Regions from separate parts of the Mus musculus genome. Here region 1 is linked to region 2. The links are chromatin contacts, called in public Hi-C maps. All regions are on one chromosome and are shown on one strand. Each heading gives the region's core, a stretch centred on a gene start, on an enhancer-like site or on the middle of the called end of the contact. The rest is flanking DNA. Distances are from core to core; before and after follow the strand shown.

Region 1 (6,210 bases), core at 1,031-3,530, 470 kb before region 2:
ATATAAATGTTTATTTCCTGTTCTTGATGACATCATCATCATTATTTTTTTTTTAAAACAACAATTCTTAGGAACTAGGGGAGGTACAATACAGGCCTGGGAGATTTTGATGATTGAAATTTTTATTTATTTTGCAAATATTTGTAACTACCTGTTATGTGATAGGCCCTGCTCTAGGTACTTCCTCCTCATCAAAACTTCTGGAAACCTTCTGTGTAAACACTCAAGCATTTTTTTTCCCTCCTTGAGAGTTCTGCGGGCTTAAAATACTTCCAATAGATAAAGGGTAGTTTGTTCTGAAGCAGACACTAGCAAACTGTTCGTTAAAGGGCACTTTGTACAGAGGGCAGCCATCTTGTCTAGACCTTCAGTACTGAGGGGGGATAGGGGAAAGATAAACATTAAGGTGGTGAGGAAGAAGAGTGAAGGTGACAATAGAAACTAATACCAGAGGATCTTATTAACTGATTTGTTGAAATAGTCAAAAATTTATTCCAATGTTTTATTAGCAATATCCCAAAATTAAAAAAGCTGCTCTAATGGATGAAGTTTGCTACCTTGGATAACCTTTGTAATGTATGTCAAGTCTAATTTGATAGGTGATGATCAAGGATAGTGCGTTCTTATTGCCTAAACTCTCACTATTAAAAAAACCCACAACCACACACCACTTCTAAACCTCTCATAAATAATGAGAACTGTCTTCTAATTCAAAGCTGAGGAAAATACAGCTGTGGAGAGAAGCCATTTGCTCTCCTTAACTGATGGAGGAATGGCTGAGAGTGACAGAAAACCCGATTATTATTTTTCGGTAAAAAAGATAACCCAACCACACGTCTTTCCAGAGATAAGCAGAACGCAGACAGCCTTATCAGTGAAATGCTTCGGATTTTCATAAAACAGCGATCATATCACGAGCAACCCTTTCTTCTCCTCCGAACTACTTTCCTAACTACTGCTCAACATGTCTTCCCTGAAGAGGTATCTTTGGATGATACTGATTTTCTTTTTTTCCTCTCCCGCGTCTCAGCTGGTTCCAACACATTCTACCAAATAAAAAGCAGGCATCACAGACTAGCAATCAGGAGCTCGGGGTCCCACCTTGCTCTCTTCATGTACCAAATCTTGCAGCTTTCTCTTCCGCCAGGGAGGATCAGGCCAGAATGAGGTGGGACACAAAGTGGAAAGGTTGGCCAAAGAACTCGGTGATCAAATTAAAGTTTTAATGCAGTATGAAACGGAAAGAAATCAATACAAAAATTAAGGATAAAAATATCAAAATTTTAAATAAAGGCAGGGCCGGTACTACGGGGGCGGGGGGGGGGGGCTTCCTTTTGTTTCAGAATGTAATATGCCTTTCAGGGACTCTTGAGCAGCTAGGCTGAGTCTAGTTTACCTTGCAGTGAGCCCAGGTGCTTAGACTTCGGAAGCGTCCTCAAAGTTTGTTCTCAAAGCCACTTTCCGCATTAGTTAACTCCGAATGATCCAGCGTTTATCACTAGCTCGCTTCTGTCAGGAAAACCTATTTCCCCTTGCACTTTGAAGGCAGTCTGAATCATCCTGGATCCTTGCCAGCGCCTTGCTAAGCCACCGTGGGCAGGCGCTCAGCACCTCTCCTCTCCACAAAACTCCTTGGTTCAGATTGGCTGAGCAGCCACTGGACCCAGCAATGGGTTTTTGGTCTAAACTCTAGTTTCTTTTTTTCTTTCTTCTTTTGTTTTTCCTCTGGCAAGACTCAATTACCGGAATATTCTGAACGAACAAAACCCTATATGTTAACCACTTATTTATTTATAAAATAAAATCCAGCAAAACCAGGTCTGATTTCCTTCACGATAGCCTTGGGCGCTTAGAGCACAGCAGTTGCTCTGCCTGCGGAGCTCCCTCAAGCTGGCTTCCTCCTTCCCGCTTCACTCATTTACTGGGCTTGCCAGGCCCCATTAGCTCTTGGATTTTGTCACCCCAAGTAAGCTTGCGACTGAATAAAACCCCACCTGCTGGGCCCACATTCCTGTAGCATGTTGTTTTTTAAATACTTGCTTGCAAAGGCTCCCAGAAGCAGCCCATCTTTCCAGCCCACAAACTTCCCACAACCCATGGGACTCTCACCGCTTTGCACTTGCTAACCCGCGCCCCAAGGGCTCGCCCCCACTTGTCCCCCGGGCTCTGGGCCTGTGGCGGGGCCCCGGAGCCCTGGGCTACCGATCTTTGCCCCAGGCCAGGTCGTTGTGGCTCGCCCACAGCAGCACTGGGCATGCTCACAGGCAGCGGCGGGGGCAGGTTGGTTTTGCTAGCTCGCACTCGGCGGCAGCGGGCCGGCGCGAGGCTGCAGCTGGAGCTCTGGCGCCCGGAGTTGGAGTTGCCAGGAGTTTCCCCGACCCCTCCCTCCTCGCGCACAGCGGCAGGAGCCCGCGCGGGAGCGGCGAGCCGCGATCAGCCAGAAGCCGAGCCGGCCCAGCTTAGTCTGCAGCCCCGATCTCCGCGCGGGGCAGCCGCGGGGGAGCCCTGTCTTCGGTTGGGACGCGTGCCGCGCACTAGGCACCGCCCGAGCACGAGCCAGGCTGCACGGTAGGTTCCTGGCGTGGGGAGGCCAGGCTACCCGGCGTACAGTTGCAGCTATCGCGGCTGCGGGCTGGGATGCGCGGCGCGGGGCAGGCGGAGAGGGTAGGCGCGCGGAGAGCCGCGCGGGCAAGTTGGAGGGCGGCAGGAGAAGGGGCTGGACACAGGGCTCAGCTGCTTTGTGCGCGCGGAACGGGGTCGGGGTAGCTGATTCTCCCTCCAACCCCGGACCAGGAGTGGGAGCTACATTGGCCAGAACCTAGCAGGTCAGATTCCCGTGAGAAAGTTGGTGGTGGAGCCCTTAGGTCCGCACTGCCTGCTCGGCAGAACGATCCCCCTGGGCTGCCTCCTGGAGAACTCAGTGGGTCGCAGCGCCCCTAGCCAGAGCTCTCTCCGCTGAAATTAGCGAAATCACCCCATCTATGAATGCTGGCATCTTCCAGGAAGATCATCGATGCCAAAACTGAGGCTGGTACTTCTTACGGGGTTAGCTTCCGGGCCCCTTAGCTTTTGCCCCTTCCCCCAACCTAAGAAGTGGTCAGGGGCTCAGCCAAGGCCTCCCTCGGGGCTCCGAATTCTCTTTCAGAGCGCGCCAGAATCCGGCTCACCCATATGGCGGGTCAGAGAAGCTGGAGTAGATGGATGGCTTGTTTTTTCTTTCTGACTTTCCCCAGGTTTACATTATCACAGACCCCAGGACCCAAAGGTCAGTTAGAGAGTTTAGAATGGCACACCGTTCTTTAGGAGGAGTGCATGCGAGCTTGTTTGCTTTGGACTTCGTTAACAACCATCTCCTGTTTCTATCATTCTTCAACCCGGACTTTGTGGGAAGGAGCAGGGACCGAGGAATGCCTTCTTCATTTCATAGTCTCCTAAGGTCTTCTGGGAGACTCCGAGGCCCTGAAAACGGCAGTATGCATATTGCACGGATGTTCAGGATGGCCACGGTCCTTCTGGGTCCACCCCCCCCCCCCCGCTTGTTGTTTTGAGTTTTAGAATTGTGCCTGCACATCAGTCAGAGCAGTGCTGTCCTAACAGGGTGTGGTGGAGGGGAAAAGGGTTGAGGTGTGTGGAGGAGTTCAGCCCAGGCTGTGAATAGCTGTTTGCCTTGATGAGGAGGCTGCATTGGGAAGAAATACAGAATAATTATGCAGGCACCTCACTCTTTTAAATCCCCCCTTCTCCTTTTCTTTCATCTCTTGGCTGAACACCTTGGTTGTTGGTTATGTGTGTTAAGTTTTTAAAGGAGAACTCACTCTGACAAAGTGGCAGGGTTTTGGGAGTTAACCATTTTGGTGTACGTTTTTCTCTTGGGGATTGTAACATCTTGGGGAAGGTTTTCAGATGTGGGGGTCCCATGGTGTGGCTACACAACACAGGTTCTCGAGTCACACAGACCTGAGGGCAAGTTTTCCCTGATGGACAAGTTATTTACCACTTTGAACTTCAGCTCTTGTTTGTGTTGTTTGTTTTGTTTCTGACAAAGTGGGAGATAACGGTGACCCTATCTCTTTCTGTTGTGAGACCTGAGTGAATGACGTAAAGGGAGATGAAGATTGCTAAGAAAACACAAAGATGGTATCTAGGCCTTAGGTTTTGTTTCTGTGCACTGTGCCCAGCTTTAAAAACTCTGCTTATTCTTGATTATAACAATCAAGTCTCCCCGGACTGTGCAGTCTTCACTACAAGGTTTAGTTGCTGAGGTCTGTGGAAGAAGCCATTGACACACACCTGCACGGCTTCTCTTGATTTTTATGGGTGGGAAATCCCACTTTCCTGTCTGAGGGAGGCAGTGTGGTATAATGGAGGAGACCATGGGACCTGCCCTAGCACCATTCACAGTCCTGGCCCCCGCAGAACTGTCTGTGTCAGCAGGGCTTCTTTTGTGATCCTAGGATGATGAAGAAATCAGCAAGTCCTGGGATGGAGCTCTGACTTGGCTTTTCATAGTGACCTTGAATTAAGGACTCAAGTCTCCTTGCTGAAATCAGTCTGTGAGATTAAAAACCAACTTAAGTGGCAAGGACAGGAGAGATTGCATGCCACCCAGTTAACAAGGATTTAATGAGGCTCCCGAGCTTCCCCAGAAGTATACCCTGAGCCTAGCTAGAGCAGAGATTCCCAAATATGAGTGTTAGTTCTTGATAACTCATGAATTGCTGGCTTTCACTTCCAGTCTCTTGACTCTCTAGGTTTAGAGCAGAGGTATGGCAGTTTGTATTGCTAACTAGCTTCCGATGACACTAAGGCTGCTCCCCAGCCATGCCTACATAGAATCACTAATTTCTATAGGGGGAGAAAGAGAGGGGGCTGCTCCAAATTAGTTCTCTGTAGTGGAGACAGGGTTTCTTCCAGGAGCTTTTGGAAGTTGCTTTAAGCACTTTGAACTTCAAGACATGTGTCAGCTTCTATTGCCTCATTTTAATGATTCTAGTTGCTTTTCTAATGAGTAATTTTACAAAAAGATAAGATTGCTCTTTCTTACTGTGTAGTACTTCTTCTCCAGTCTGTAGAGATTTGGTGATCCTTAGACGTGTGTGGGCTGGTTGCCAACCTGAGAAGAAGGACCCTTAACTAAGGAGTTACTTCTGTTGTCCTATAGGCAAGTCTGTGGGACATTCTCTTGCTTATGATTGATGTGGGAGGGCTCAGCCCTCTGTGGGTGGTGGCACCCTGAGTAGGTGGTCCTGGCTTCTTTAAGCAAGTTAAGCAAGCCCTGGTGAGCAAGCCAGTAAGCAGTGTCCCTCCATGTATCCTGTTTGAGTTCCTGCCTAGATTTCTCTCAGTGATGCACTGTGATTGGAACATGTAAGCCAAAGAAATCCTTTCTTTTCCAAGTTGCCTTTGGTCATGATGTTTATCGCAGCAACATAACACATGCCAATACAACTAAAAGAAACCATACAAAGTTCAACAAGTATTCTAGCTCCTTTTTTGAGGCTCTTGGATATTTGTGGAAAGTTTGCACCCAGACTTGACGGCTGAAAATGTGTGGTTATGGGACAGCACATCTTGAAAGCACATTTAAGAAGGATTTTTAAAGAAATGTTTTCTTTGAATAGACAGGTTGCTCTGGCCTTTTGGAAGTGTGAAGTGCATCCCATGCCAGTTGACCCATGGTGATGAGACTTAGCCAAAGCCATTCATGCATTCTGGAAGGTGGTAGCCTTGACAGTGACCTATAGCTTCCAGGGTGCAGCTATATGCACTACCAGCAGGGTGCCAGGATGAATTAGCTTTTTAGCATTGTTTAGATTCAACTACTCTTTCCCTTGCTGCCCACACCACTGAGGGACCTGTGCAAAGAGATCTTACTATAACTTGCTATGAGCTGGATGGTGGTCTTGCGTTTTAACTACTTTGCATGAGAGAAGCACTAGGAGTCTGCCTGAGACGTGGGAGTTTATAATGTTTATATAATGAGCACCCCAAATCTGGATATATGAGGTCAGTCAGCACTTTCACTACTTCTTATGTTGCTATGCCAAATGGCATCCTGGCTCACCCATGGGCTTTATCTTAGCCTTCCATTTGTGCTTTGTTTAAGCATTAAAGTGATTAACAGTGGGGGAAACTTAGCAGTAAATCAGAAGCCTATTCAAAACTCAAGTATACCACTTAATGTGGCCCAAGCCTGCCTTCCTGACTGCA
Region 2 (6,748 bases), core at 2,484-4,983:
AGAGGAGGTGGGGGGGGGGGAGAGAGAGAGAGAATATGAAACAAACCAAAGAGAGGCCCACAAAAAGAGACAGAGAGAGGGAGATGGAGGAGGGTAGAGTAGATTAAGAAGGTAGAGTAGGGTAGGGAGAAGAAAGAAGAGAAGAGAAGAGAGGAGGTGCTATAAGGGGAGGGAAGAGGAAGGACAAAGAAGGGAGAGGAGAGGAGAGGAGAGGAGAGGAGAGGAGAGGAGTGGAGATACTATTTGTAGACAGAGTAATGTGGGTTTCACAATCCTTGTGTAGCCTGGAGAATGAGGAGTGGGTCATGCAGGTACCTAAACAAATAACCTCCAGGAAGAGACAGAAATAAATGGAGATTACTTTTGAGATGTCAATTAGCTCTCACTTAGATGGGAAACTGAAAGCTGAGAGACAGGATTCTGCTTAGAAAAGGCCAGGGTGGTTTCAGGAAGGAGTAAGAACCAAGGTAAAAAAGTCCAACTCCAGAAAGGAAGGCTCCAAAGGTGGCCTGTCCCAGAGCGAGAACCGAGAAGGTCTCTCTCAACCACAGCAAGCTTGCTGCGCGTACCCCAGATGTAAAAGTGGGAGTAACTCCTGTCAGGCACAGACCTTGAGGACCAGGTCGGAAGTTGACTTGAGAACACAGAAGTGACAACTGCATGAATGAAAATCAAATATTACTTCATTTTTAAGATGGGCTTGTTGATCATGGACTTAATTGCCATCCGTACTTGGGTTCTCAAATTTCACTTCATTTAGATCCTTGAGGCTACCCAGCCAGGAACGTCTACATATGTTCTGTATTCTTAGCCTGACCTACAACACCATACACAACCAATCAGGTAGTGGGAAGAAGGCCACCACAGATTTCTCAAAATACAGACATGGTTCCTCACATGAAGACAAGGCAGAACTAAGAGCCCCACCCACCCACCCACCCCACTCCATCTTGGGGTAAGCAGACAAAAGAAAGAGAGAGAAGAAGGGGAGAAGTCACTTTTGTCCAGTTTATTTTCCTTTCAAAATCAACTTTATTGAAATACAACATATATAACAAAGCACACTTACTTTAAGCATATAGTTTTGGGTCCTGATGAACAAATACCCCTATAACTATCTTCACGATTGAAATGCGGATTCCTCCTTATCCATTTAGATGAGCTCTCTTCGAATCTCAGCAGGAAATCCCTCTGCACACTCCACTCCCCAACAGTCATACATCTGCTCTCTGTCCTTGTAAGGTAGCTCGACCTGCCCCAATGTTTCACGTGAACAAAACCTCTGTGTCTGGCTCTTTTCACTCAGTGGCAGAGACACTTGTACCGAGGGTTTGTACTTACTGTTGATTCATGGTCTCAAAGTGCTACACATTTTAAAATTTGTATAGCCACTAACTTATTATGGGCATTTGAACTATTTGAAGTTTGTTGTTGTTGTTGTTGTTTTTCTGTTATGAAGAGTATCTGATTTTGTCCTTTAATGTCAAAGCTAAGTCATTCCTATTCCTACCAATTGGAGCAGTCAGGGAATATGGTTCTACCAAGCGATGGTACTATTCTGGGGGAACACCTGGAGTTGATGGCCTTGCAGCATCCTTGAGGAAACAGGAGGCAATGGATCTATGATGTGGGGATGTGATCATCCGCAAACCTCATTTATAGGTAACTCTATTCACTCTTTAGACCAATATAAGCTTTACTGAGTTGTAACATGATACAATAATTCACTATAACTATAAAACTCAAGAATATTTTCATACTCCAGGACGAGCGCTCACACCAATTTGAAGTTAATCTTTGCCTCCACCTCCTTCAGCTAGAGACACCAATTTACCTCAGGTTTGCACAGGTTTGCCTTTTTGGACAATCAAGTAAATTAGAATATCAGTCTTTGTGCTTGACTTTTAAATTTTAATGTTTTGGGGGGTTTTTGCACTGTTGCATGCATCAATCCGTCATATAACCTGCCAAATAGTGTCCCGTCTGACTGCATCTATGGCAACTATGCCTGTGATATACTCACTCTGTTCGGCCGCCCGTCTCGGGGCACTTTCTAGCCACTGGGGTTGTTTTCTACATGTTATGGTTGATGCTTTTTGAACATGTATGTACAAGTCTATGGCTAGACGTAGGTTTTCATTTCTCTTGGGTCTAGACTTATGAGTTGAATATGGTCACATAGTAAATTTATATTCAGTTTTTTTAAAAAAAGTGCTAAACTCTTTTCCAAAGTGGCTGGACCATTTTATATTCCCATCAGCAATGTATAAGGGGGTCTATTCTCTCTAGATTCACTTTATGTGGAGAATAGAAGAGAATTTGAAATCCACCCTTGGGCTGTGTTGAGGAAGTTATTTAAAATACTGTTCCCTGACTATTTGCACAGTAGCACAGGAGAATCTTGTCAACACCAATTTCCACTTGGGCTACACATTAGAATCATCTGTGATTTTTCCTAGTGATGGTCAAACCACAGTTCAGATAATGAAAATAAAGACTTTGTGAGCTGGGTGAACAGGAATTGAGTTTTTAATACAGGCAAGTGATTTCAATGCGACAGCTGATAGTGTCTGATGGAAAGAGTCTGTTTTGTTGTTGAGTGTTGAGTCACCTGCTGAGATCGTGAGCCACACACTTAGAGCTGAAGAAAGACTCAGTCTACAGGGCACACTGAGAGGGACTGCGGGATTTTACAGCCATAGAAGGAACAGAGGATGTACATTCTGGCCAGTGGTGGCTTTTACAATTATCCTCATATACTTCTCCTGCTATTATTTCAACCATTTTAACCATGAAACTTGGAGGACAGCTGATAACTGAAGCACTGACGACTAATGCAAGAGCCTGTTTGTCTCTGAGACACCTGAGTTGTTTGAAAGTCGGTAGACAGCCAGGAGAGAAGAGACAGGGGTGACTAATGGGTGGGCATCTGTCAGGGGGGAGGTGTCCAGACCCAGGCATAAATATCTGACATTTGCTTCTGCAATCATCTTTTCCTCACTTCAACCTCAACACAACTTCCTGCTCTGCAGAGACATGGAGCGCCTGGTAACTGGTCTCCTGCAGAGGGCGCTCTTCTGCTCCTGGGCACTACGTTGAGAGTTTCTGGCTCATATGTCATCCTAATTCCTCTAGCTCATGTTTTTCCCAGCAATTTCCTCTGGGCCCCATGGCTTAATCTTGTGCTCTTAATCGTAGAGGTTCCTTGACCTACTCCTCAATTTTCATTGCTTCTTGACTAAAGGCAGATGCTTGTCACATGATCCTCAAACCCAGCAGAGCCTGGCCTCTGCATCTAGGCGAGCATGGTGACCTTGCTTGCCAGCTTTGTCCCCTTGGCCTTTATGGCTTCTCCTTGGCTTTCTCCTATCAGTGCACACTTCCTTCCTCAGAGGTAGACAGCACTCCCACTACCGTTTGTTTATGCTTTCCCTTCGAGCTCTAAGTGAGGACTTGCACCCATGCAGGAAGCTGACTGATTATAGCTGTCTTGAAACACGAGGCTCCAGGCCCCACACAGCGGGACTCAAACCTGGCTTGTGTTTGTCCCTAGCAAGCGCTCGGATTGTTTTGTTTTGTTTTTGTTTTGTTACTAGGACACACAGGATTAAACTAGAAAGGCATATTAGACACGATCTGCCCCATCATTGTCTGACTGAGGAGACAGATGTGGAGTGAATGACGAGAGGAGGCGTTCCTGCACACACACTGCTGACTGATGGTGGGGTTGGAATATGAATCCTTCTTCTCTCTTACACTGATCTTTCCACCCCACTGAGCCACTATTCAGTACAAATACTGCAGTGATATTCTCTGCTTTTCTCTCCCCGTCTCCTAAGTGGAATCATATGAGCTGAGGGTAGTATTTAAACTACTTTTGTGTGTGTTCTAGTCAATAATAAAATGTCAAACCACTGGTGGCAGACAAAAATAGCATCATTAAAGAAAGGAAGTGAGGCCATTTTAAGGACTCCCTTCCTTTATCCTCTCTCTCTCTCTCTCTCTCTCTCTCTCACACACACACACACACACACACACACACACACACACACGCACCTATACCTGACAAACATGGCCACTGGACTGGAGGCAACTCTTCCCTGACACACCTAGGCTCAATCAAGAGAAAAAACTATGCAAAAGGTTCACACAGTCATGCAGTCGCTGGGGAGAGCTGCAATCTCATTTCCCTAGTACGAACAGGCGATCATTTTCTGCACCATCGGGTCATCATTTAATTATCCAAAACCGATCCAGCCAGGGTCATTAGCCTGCTTTCTCTAGCAAGTTTCTTCGACGCAGGATAAAGCACAGGCGCCCTCTGGTGGTCAGCTGCGGAAACATCTCAAGCGGAAGTGACTCATTTTGTGACTGAAAATCCCTGAGTTCTTAGACTCCCCTTACCTCGAAAGTCCTTAAAACCCAATGAAGAAGATGGTTTATAAAGGTTTATAACTACAAGATTTTTTCTGAGGTCATGCTTAAAGTTTCAAAGTTCCTGTTGCCACGGAGCCGTGTCATGATGTAGAGTGAGGCTAAGGTTTGTTAATTTGGCCCACAGTGAGGACAGAAGGGAGGGTCCGAGAAAGCAGCCAACATGTCCTCTGTGAGAGGAATTCTGAGCTCTCTCTCTATGGCATCTCCGATTCACTTTCATAGCATGCTGTCTAAATAACTCTGAGAGCACAAGGCAGGTAGTTCTCCTGGATGCACTGCTGGGACCAGGGGTCAGTGACCAAGGGGCAAGTGGTGGAATGTGGATAATTGCTAGGCTTGGATGGAGACAGAAGAATGAAGGTGGAGAAAAGGAAGCAGATGACATATTTGTAATATGTATGAGTGTTCAAACTCTCATCATGTAGCCATGTTAAGAAATATAAATTGACCATGGCTGAGTAGCGAGGAGGTCCCACTGGTTGTATGGACAGGGCACCAGCAGTTGGTCTATTGTGAGACTCGACAAAGGAACCAGATTTGTTCACCTGTTTTCAAAGGACTCTTGCTATCTATTCCTGCGTAACTAGCCCTAACCTTTGATTTAAAAGTTCCTGATTTCACCGGGCGGTGGTGGCTCACGCCTTTCCCAGCACTTGGGAGGCAGAGGCAGGCAGATTTCTGAGTTCCAGGCCAGCCTGGTCTGCAGAATGAGTTCCAGGACAGCCAAGACTACACAGAGAAACCCTGTCTCGGAAAAAAAAAAATAATTCCTGATTCTAATTCTTATTTTTACGTTGGCGATAAAATCCAAAGTCTTTTAAAAACGAAACAAAATTGTCAGAATTTGTTCAAAAATCTTTGGAAGTACAGGTTTGAAGAAGCTGAAACTGAGGAGAGCTGGGCTGTTTACCAGTCCCTTTTCAGATGGAAGTCCAGAAGCATTGTGCTGCCGGGTACACCTGCTACACACCCACCCTCCCCCCACCCCCCCCCCCAGGAACATGACTAAGTACAAGGAGTGGGGGGGGGGGCTTTAAAACCACACTCAATTTTTCATTTTTAATAGAAAATCTGTAGTTATCTACAGGCGTGACTTCTTCATGCACAGAGAAATTTAGCATCCATAGTTATAGATGAGCAGAGACTTCACATTTGTCTTTCACTGAAGGCATTGATGACTTGAAAGGAACTTTTGTCTTTGTGCTTTGTTATGTTGAGGCAAGCCTGTGTGTTATTTTGTATTTTCAATCGATAGGCTAGTTTGTGGAGAGTGAATATGAAAAGATGAGAGTATTTAGGGCCACTTCATTTGGGGAATCACTTTAAAACAAGCTTTACCTGTACACATCAAAGGTGTCAGGTGGCAAACCCTAATGTACTCCATTGGCAAAACACTGAGGCTTTCAGCCAGCAACAGGCTGAAGAAAGGGGTGGGGGGCACGGAGTTCACTATTTCAGTTTCACAAACAAAAATAGAGTGGGGAAAAAAATTAAATCCGAAACACCACGAAAGACATTTGGATGTTTCCTCGTCCCACATACTTACTACATTCATCAACTAGCCTGCTTCTCACACAGGAGAACATAAACATTGATTGCATGTTTATTTGCACGTAATACCTATGAGCATATAGCTTCTACACTCTAAGTATATTTACAAATTCAACAGAATACCTACATATAAAAGGCTTTACTTAAAATTAAACTTGATGCAAGTTATGAGAAACCAATTTATTGGCAAATGAAACTGAGCATCCCTTCAACCATAGGTGGTCATAGGTTTCTATATTGGAGGTAAGCCATTTCACACACATTGTTTATGGCTATGATAGGATATAGTATTGTTCTTTAGACTCGAGGTGTAATCTCTTTGACTGCTGGCCTAATTAAGCACTGGTCAGGTTTCTCAGGTTCTGGAGTGTGCCTGTTGCAATTTGCATACACGTTGCTGAATGCTGCGGAATTTGAAAGCTTGTCTAGGCAGAGTGAATCATTTAGTACTTTAGGCATGCTGTTGTACGCTTTTACTTCTGCAATCATTGGGTTTTCTATCCATTTCCAACCATACCATTTTTTCCTTTTTTCAACTTGACTTGTTTGGCTAGAAACCACAAAAGACAACAAAACCATCCTGTACACCCGACAATGACAGAGCTTTGGAGGCCTGATATTTGTGTGGGGAACACCACTTCAAATAAAGTTGTTCCTATGCTCCCAGTTTCAGTTCGAATTATCTCTGCCTTGGAAAAGTTCCTTTCCAACAACAGTAGCGTAGGATGAAGTTGCCCACACTGGCTGATACAGAGTACAG

What was found. A called contact is a pair of places that touch in the nucleus more often than the background predicts.
Region 1: a Hi-C map of uterus shows a contact between it and region 2, with 5 times the contacts expected there. The contact joins the promoter of Stxbp6 here to the enhancer-like site in region 2. A contact is called at or near these places in 6 of 39 promoter capture datasets (cranial neural crest, embryonic stem cells, frontonasal cranial neural crest and 2 more), 6 of 484 Hi-C or Micro-C datasets (cerebellum, cerebral cortex, cortical neurons and 3 more), 4 of 115 datasets of contacts at active chromatin or transcription factors (embryonic forebrain, embryonic stem cells, forebrain and 1 more) and 1 of 9 other capture datasets (embryonic stem cells).

The regions. Positions count from the first base shown.
Region 1 is chr12:45,070,553-45,076,762 of GRCm38.p6, reverse strand. It overlaps Stxbp6 (syntaxin binding protein 6 (amisyn)), which reads left to right and starts at 2,280. Exons shown (of 6, transcript NM_144552.3): 1 at 2,280-2,568.
Region 2 is chr12:44,599,441-44,606,188 of GRCm38.p6, reverse strand. It overlaps Nrcam (neuronal cell adhesion molecule), which reads right to left. Exons shown (of 31, transcript NM_176930.4): 31 at 4,343-6,748. Among named protein-coding and RNA genes, the nearest start is that of Nrcam, 270 kb to the right of the region's middle. Within about 2 kb of position 3,733, at least 6 of the 459 cell types and tissues checked have an H3K27ac peak or open chromatin away from gene starts, as enhancers often do. A contact at or near this core is called in uterus, where this site is marked.